2 separate regions of the Danio rerio genome follow, and region 1 is linked to region 2. The links are chromatin contacts, called in public Micro-C maps. All regions are on one chromosome and are shown on one strand. The core of a region is the stretch at or near the end of the contact, and the rest is flanking DNA. Distances in the headings are between cores, read along the strand shown. Region 1 has its middle 120 kb from the start of nmbr. Region 2 holds the start of cited2 (Cbp/p300-interacting transactivator, with Glu/Asp-rich carboxy-terminal domain, 2).

Region 1 (3,605 bases), core at 143-2,642, 250 kb before region 2:
GCTGTATCAACAGATATAAAGCAGACATTCAACTAACACTCAAATGGACCATCAAAATAAAGTGTTAACAAATATTACTCCTAAGCCTTTATTTCTCGTTGAAATAACTGATGCAGCATCCTGTTGCTAAATGCAGCATAAGCTGGACAGAAATTAAATGCATTCAATACTTATTTGAAACCGCAAGGGGGCACTGTTGAAACATCAATTGTTAAGCACTCCTGAAGTCTCAATAAACTCCAAAAAAGAGTTTTCTGTGATAAACTGCAAGGATGGGGGATGGTGACTGCTAAATAAACTGGTGAATATAAGTGTGTTTTACATTTCAGGAGGGAGAAACACATCTAAACTCCACTGGTCCTTAGCAAATCTACACCTAACATTATTGAGAGTCTACAACACACTTTTTTGACATATATTTACATATATTACCATATTTTAAAATATGCTCTAAAGATGCTGTATATGATATAATACGTTCAGACCAAAATATTGAGACAACGCAGGAAAATAGAGTAAATAAAACATTAAGAATTACAAACTCCTTTGTATTAAAAATATTCTAAAGTTTTGTGTTTAAATATGCCAATGAATCATTATTTAATTAAATACCTCTAGCACTAACATTTGATGATGATGATGATGATGATTTTCTATTTAATGCCATGTCAGCAACAAAGACTATTTTCATGGACATTTCAAGATTAATAAATGTACAATTAAAAACAATAAAAAAAATCACTTAAATTTGAACACTGGATGAAAGCAGTTTCAGAAATCGTTTTTTGGACATAGAGGTAAAGGTATTTACAGGTTTTTGCATTTACTAAATAATTATTAGTATGATGATGATGATAATTATTATTTATAGATAATTATTTATTATTATTTAGATAATGGTGATGAAGATAATGATGATGATGAAGATAATGATGATGAAAATACTATCAACATTTTTGATAGAATAAAATTTTGTATATAGTCAGGCAAATTATGAATGAACAAATAACCTCTGTAAAACTCTCAGAGTACACATAAAACTGAAGTCTGGTGCATAAATATAGAGTGTAATTGAAATTTACAGGTCAAAATTGACAAAGTGCAAAATAGGCCGAATTACGATGCTTTTATGTATACAAAAAAATTAAAAAAAGAGAAAAAAAATCCTTAATAAAAAGCCAAAATGACCAAAATCTCTAAATTGACAGGTGCATGAAAATATAGTGTCTCACCTTAAGATGGGAGTACAGTCACTGAAGTGTATGTATATGTGTACGTTGTGATTACCTTTGAGTGACCTGAATGTGAGCAGGGCACATCAACAAGCTTTATTCCTTTGTATCCTTGAACTCTGATTCCAAAGTTGCCTAGCAACAGTGCCAGTAACAGCTGAGCCAGCCTTGATCTTGTTGTTTAAACCATTACAACTAGGTGATGTGAGAAGTGGTACCATGGTAACAACAGTGCGTTTGAAGCAGGTGTTCACATTGGCACATGCCACAAAAAGCTTGGAAGGCCGTGTCTAAACATTTCGAGCCAAGTTGGTTTACAATATGCATTTTCAAGGTCAAAGGAAATTAACGTCAGTAATATTAATGAAAAAAAAATCACAAACAGATTTATCAATGTTTGCACCTTTGAATTAATTTGATAGACCAGTTAGTTTTACAAATGTAATCTACAGAAAATGCTGGGCAATTAATGTTTTGTGAATTTGTATTACTTATAATAATAATAATTATTATTTTTTTATTATTATTATTATTATTGATGTATAACAAATACAAAACTCAAATATAGCAAACATTTTTATAAAATAAAGAATTAATTAAATTGTAATAATTATTGATATTATATATTTACTTATTTAAAACATTTAAATAATAAAATAATCAAATATTATAATTATTATTATTATTATTATTATTATTATTATTATTATTATTATTATAGACTTATAAAAAGCTAAAAAACTGATTATATAATTAAATTATATATTTTTATAAAATAAAGAATTAAATAAATCGTAAAAATATTGATAATATTATTCATTTACTTAAAACATTTTAACGAACAAATAATTAAATATTATTATCATTATCATTATTATTACTATTATTATCATTATTTATTTATTAAAAAATAAAAAACTTAAATTGTATTATTAAATTATAAATTTTTTAAAATAAAGTATTAAATCGTAATAAATATTGATTATATTATATATTCAAATAATTAAAATTTAATGAGAAAAGTATTCAATATTATTATTATAATTATTATTACTATTATTATAGACTTATAAAAAGAAAACTAAAATTATAAAATTAAATTATGTATTTTTATAAAAATAATTAAATTGTAATATAAAACATATAATAATTAAATCGTAATAAATATTGATAATATTATATATGAAGGGGGCAGGGGCCACCACAGCGGGATGAATCGCCAACTTATCCAGCAAGTTTTTACGCAGCGGATGCTCTTCCAGCCACAACCCATCTCTAGGAAACATCCACTCATACACTACGGACAATTTAGCTTACCCAATTCACCTGTACCGCATTTCTTTGGACTGTGGACCACTGCCTCCCTTTAATAAAACATTTTAATGATAAAATAATTCAATATCGTTTTTACAATTCTTATTATTTTTATTATTATTATTATTGAAAGAAAGAATATTATATTAAAGAAAGAAAGAAAGAAAGAAAAAGAAAAAATAAAGAAAAAATAAAGAAAGAATCAATGAGGTCATTAAAACCATTAAATAAATAAATAAATAAATAAATAAATAAATAAATGTAATTGGCACTTGCACAAAGTCTGACTTAATTTGTCTATTAATCAGATTCATTGTTGCCATATTGAGCACAAAGGGAAAGCCAATGGCGTTTGCCCTTCAGACATGTTTGTTTGAGCTGATTTGAGCACTGCATGTGTTCAGAGATGGAGCGTCCACTCAGGTATGATCCAAATCATCTCTTTTCTTCTAAAGAGCACCTGCACACCTCCAGTCGCATTCGTTTAGCTGTGCCTTCCAGCCATGAAGCAATGATACCAGATCACTGTTTGTGGCACTTTCAATTCAATTTCAGCAACCCTCGATCAAGCGTCATTAGCGAGTCATTTCTCCTGGGATTAGGTGCTAATGATTGCGGAAAACCGATATACTCTTCCATCAGTTCCTGTCATGTTTTCATGACATCTCATAATTGCTCTAGCAAGAGAAATTTAGTCCAAGTGCTGCATTGGCTGTTTTTTAAAAACACATTAGTCTATACGGTTTTTTAATTTTCTATGTGCTCAAGTGTTTTTTTGTTTTTGTTTGTGAAAAGCAGATCTGGTTTAAAGAATCGAAAAACAAGTCATTTAATATGCTCCACCAGTCTCGTTCTCAAGGGAGAGTTCATCTAATAATAAATAGTCTGTTGTTATTTACTCACCCTCATGCTTTTCCAAAACTTAATTTTCTTCTCTAAAAGATAAGTACAAATTAAATTAAATTAAATTAAATTAAATTAAATTAAATTAAATTAAATTAAATTAATTTAAATTAAATTAAATTAAATTAAATTAAATTAAATTAAATTAAACTAAAT
Region 2 (3,515 bases), core at 837-3,336:
TGCCTTTAAAAACCTGTGAAATGTGATTCCATGTTTTGCTCACTCTTGCCGTGAACAGAAATAGCCGCAATGAGGTAATGTGTGCAGCGGTGTTGCTCCATGCGCGCGGAAGGCGATTGGTCGCGCGCTTCAGCTCCACGTTTTGCACGAGCCCAGATCCAGACTTTTGCGGCAAGCTGCCTTAACATTCATCCTATTGAACAAACACTTCAAAACAATTACTCTTGAAACAATTTCACTCAGAAAGTTCTTGAAAAAAATGGAAGCAATTTAGTAAATTAAACCTGCCATTTATATGAAAACTAAACTTCTCTCTTGTCAAACATATTGCAATAATCTTTAATTTAAAACACAAAAAAGGTGTCAAAAAGTGAATGTACTTTTTATTATATTGTAAATGACAACTGGAGGGTTTGTCTAGCCTCTCATGTGGTTTTCGCAAAGCGCCAGGGATTTTATAATGGCCGAGATATCTTAATGTGCGGCAATTTAAGAAAACACATGCAATTACAAAAAACGGTAGCAAATTAAAAAAAGATCTTCATCAGTTTGACAGCACAAGTGCTGCAAATCCTCACAACACAAACACATTTAAAATATGCACTGCATTTTCACACAATGCAAACAATTTATAAAATGAGCTGCATTTTCTCACAACAAAAACGTTTTACAAAAACGCGCTGCATTTTCTCATAACACAACAATTTACTAAACGCGCTGCATTTTCTCATAACACAATGGAATTGTTACAATTAGACCCTAAAACATGATGGACCCGGCTACTTCTAGCAACAACCACGCAGCGCCACACATTTAAGAATTCTAAACATGGATTTCTATAACAGTACACACACTAGCTCAGGACACTTCATCTTTCCCCATCCACACTGAGATGGAGCAGCAGCGTTTCAGAATGAAAACGGCCTCTCCAGCGTTTTCGAAACGCTCCGTTTTCGGCGCTCGAGAACTCCGGCGTAGTGTTGACGGATGGCGTAACCGTAGCAAAACTTATGCGTTTTCAAACTAAAACGCATTAGTGTAAACGGGGCCTTATATCATGCCACAGAGCGCCATTTGAATAGTTTCATTTTAAATAACATGCGAATGTGCCTGCCTGATCTCACGAGGAGACGTAAGTATTTTACATTTCGTCAGTTTAGTGGCTAATTCGTACAAGTTTAGTCGTACGAAAATGTACAATTTTAAAAAGGAGGTGTGGCACCCAACCCCACCCCTAACCGTCATTGGGTGATGAGCAAATCGTACTAAATTGTACGAATCAGATCATAAGAATTCATAAGAATTAGCCACAAAATCAAAAAGTTATAAACTGTCATAAGATTGCGTTGAATGTTCGCATCTGGTGTGTGATCCTTTTAACTTTCCATTCACAGGTAGGGCACAAAAGGGTTTCTTTTGAATAAAAAGTGCCCCCCACTCAGGGGTGTAGCAACCAGGGGGACGAGGGGGATACGTCCCCCGCACTTTTAGAGACAAACCATTTAGAAACAGGTGATTAGGTATGTAAACCTTTGAATTTTATACAGCTGTCCCCCCACTTTTATAAATGGCCACTACACCCCTGCCCCTACTCTTCAGTTCGCGATCGTCTTTCAACCTCCCCTTCAGCTCTTCAGTTCATGATCAATTATCTGGTGTGCGTCCAACTTTAGACATGATGTAGGCTACATATTTATTAGATATTAGGCTACTCATTAAATTTCCGTTTAGTTAATTCCAACTCTACCTATTTTTATTTAGGCTACTTCATTTTTTTCACGTCCAGATATAAAGTTTTACACAGCTGAAAATATTCACTAAAATGTCTAAATGGCCCCTAATAAAATTACTTTAAGGTCAATTCAGCCTATAAATAGCCTATTAGCAATGAGCATTACTAACCGCTAGATCATCAGAGGGTACTGTAGCTCTCGATACTACCCACTGTGAACGATTACCTAGTGAAACTGGTATGCCTACGTGACAAAGCGGCTTGCCACAGGCTTGAGTGTAGTCAGATTGAAGGTTGGCTTTGCTCCGCCCCTGGCTTGATTGTATATGAGTGCTGACCGAGAAGCATGCAGCAGTTTTTTTCGTAATGTTTTTGATGCGGAGGCTGGCGCTGAATGCGGTCTGCGTTTGGAGAGCATACGCTTCTTGTTGACTTGGATTAGGAGGGATTGTAAACTCTTTCATCTCTGGGATTGTCAGTTACTTTTTCCTTTTGCCGACTGCGGTGCAACGCACTCAGCAGATTTTAGCGGAGAGGTAAAGGTTACAAAGTTTAGCCTGCTTATGAATGTTCATGCCACAGTCAGATACGTGTGTTTAATTGTGCACACTGCAAAAAAGGCTTTTGTTCATTGTTGAACTATTTCGAAAGCAAATCCTTCGGGAACATATCTGCACGTCGTGTTTTGCACGTATTAACTTTTGCAAACTGTTTTCCAGGGGAATGGTAGACCGCATGATGGCAATGAACCATGGTCGTTTCCCAGATGCTGTGAACGGACATCAGCACTCCGCGCGCAGGATGGGAATGGGACAGTTCTCCAACGCGCTTCCGCAGCAGCAGCATTATAACGTTATCATGGGAGATCACATGCATTACGCGGGAGGGAATATAAACGCAAATAACGGGATCCGGCATTCCATGGCCACTGGGAATAATATAAACGGAGGAATCCCCAATGGAAACTTGCCTGCCCGCTTTAACTCACAGTTTGTCGGACAAGGGCAGCAGCTCGCTGCAAGCATGCAGTTGCAGAAGCTCAACACGCCTTACTACGGTCACCACACTCATCCTTCCCATCATCACCATTACATGCACGAACTACACCCCGCCAATCACCAGTTAAACGGGACAGGACAGCAGTTCCGAGACAGTATCGCTAAGCAGAACACGTCTGGGGTTCCTTTGCCTGGCCACCACATGCCTGCAGCAATGCTGCCCCCCAACGTTATCGACACAGATTTTATTGACGAGGAGGTCTTGATGTCACTGGTGATAGAAATGGGCTTGGACCGAATAAAGGAGCTGCCAGAGCTCTGGCTTGGACAGAACGAGTTCGATTTCATGACGGACTTTGTTTGTAAGCAACAGCCCAGCCGAGTGAGCTGTTAATCACAACGCTTTTCCCGTTCTTTTGACTTTCGTTGTCTTTTTTTAAAGACTGATATTACTGGTGTGTTTTCCGAGATCCACAAATCACAGGGTTCCCACGGTCCTGGAAACATCGGGGAATTTCAAAAGTATGATTTCCAGACATGAATCAGGCATAATAGTGGAAATATTGTTTTTATTTGCCCAAATAGTACTATAAAATCATAAAAAAATGACTAGTCTTTATAAAAACTCACAAATGACTGGGGAACTAGCCTAATTGTCATATTAGGAAGTCCTATACGTGATATTCTGGGGAATAATATATAAATAATAAATAATTTTTTTCATGTTGTAAATCATAGCATTGACAATTTTGTTTTAATAAATTGTCACATTCTACTAATTTGAT

Evidence for each region. A called contact is a pair of places that touch in the nucleus more often than the background predicts.
Region 1: a Micro-C map of caudal fin shows a contact between it and region 2, with 13 times the contacts expected there. The contact joins the enhancer-like site here to the promoter of cited2 in region 2. A contact is called at or near these places in 4 of 18 Hi-C or Micro-C datasets (caudal fin, embryo and an unstated tissue) and 2 of 4 datasets of contacts at active chromatin or transcription factors (caudal fin and embryo).

Annotation. Positions count from the first base shown.
Region 1 is chr20:40,438,613-40,442,217 of GRCz12tu, reverse strand. It overlaps a transcript of gje1a not described here. Among named protein-coding and RNA genes, the nearest start is that of nmbr, 120 kb to the left of the region's middle. Within about 2 kb of position 1,392, at least 4 of the 62 cell types and tissues checked have an H3K27ac peak or open chromatin away from gene starts, as enhancers often do.
Region 2 is chr20:40,188,880-40,192,394 of GRCz12tu, reverse strand. cited2 (Cbp/p300-interacting transactivator, with Glu/Asp-rich carboxy-terminal domain, 2) reads left to right here and starts at 2,086. Exons shown (of 2, transcript NM_001006045.1): 1 at 2,086-2,268; 2 at 2,452-3,515. The coding sequence starts at 2,456. The coding sequence ends at 3,124.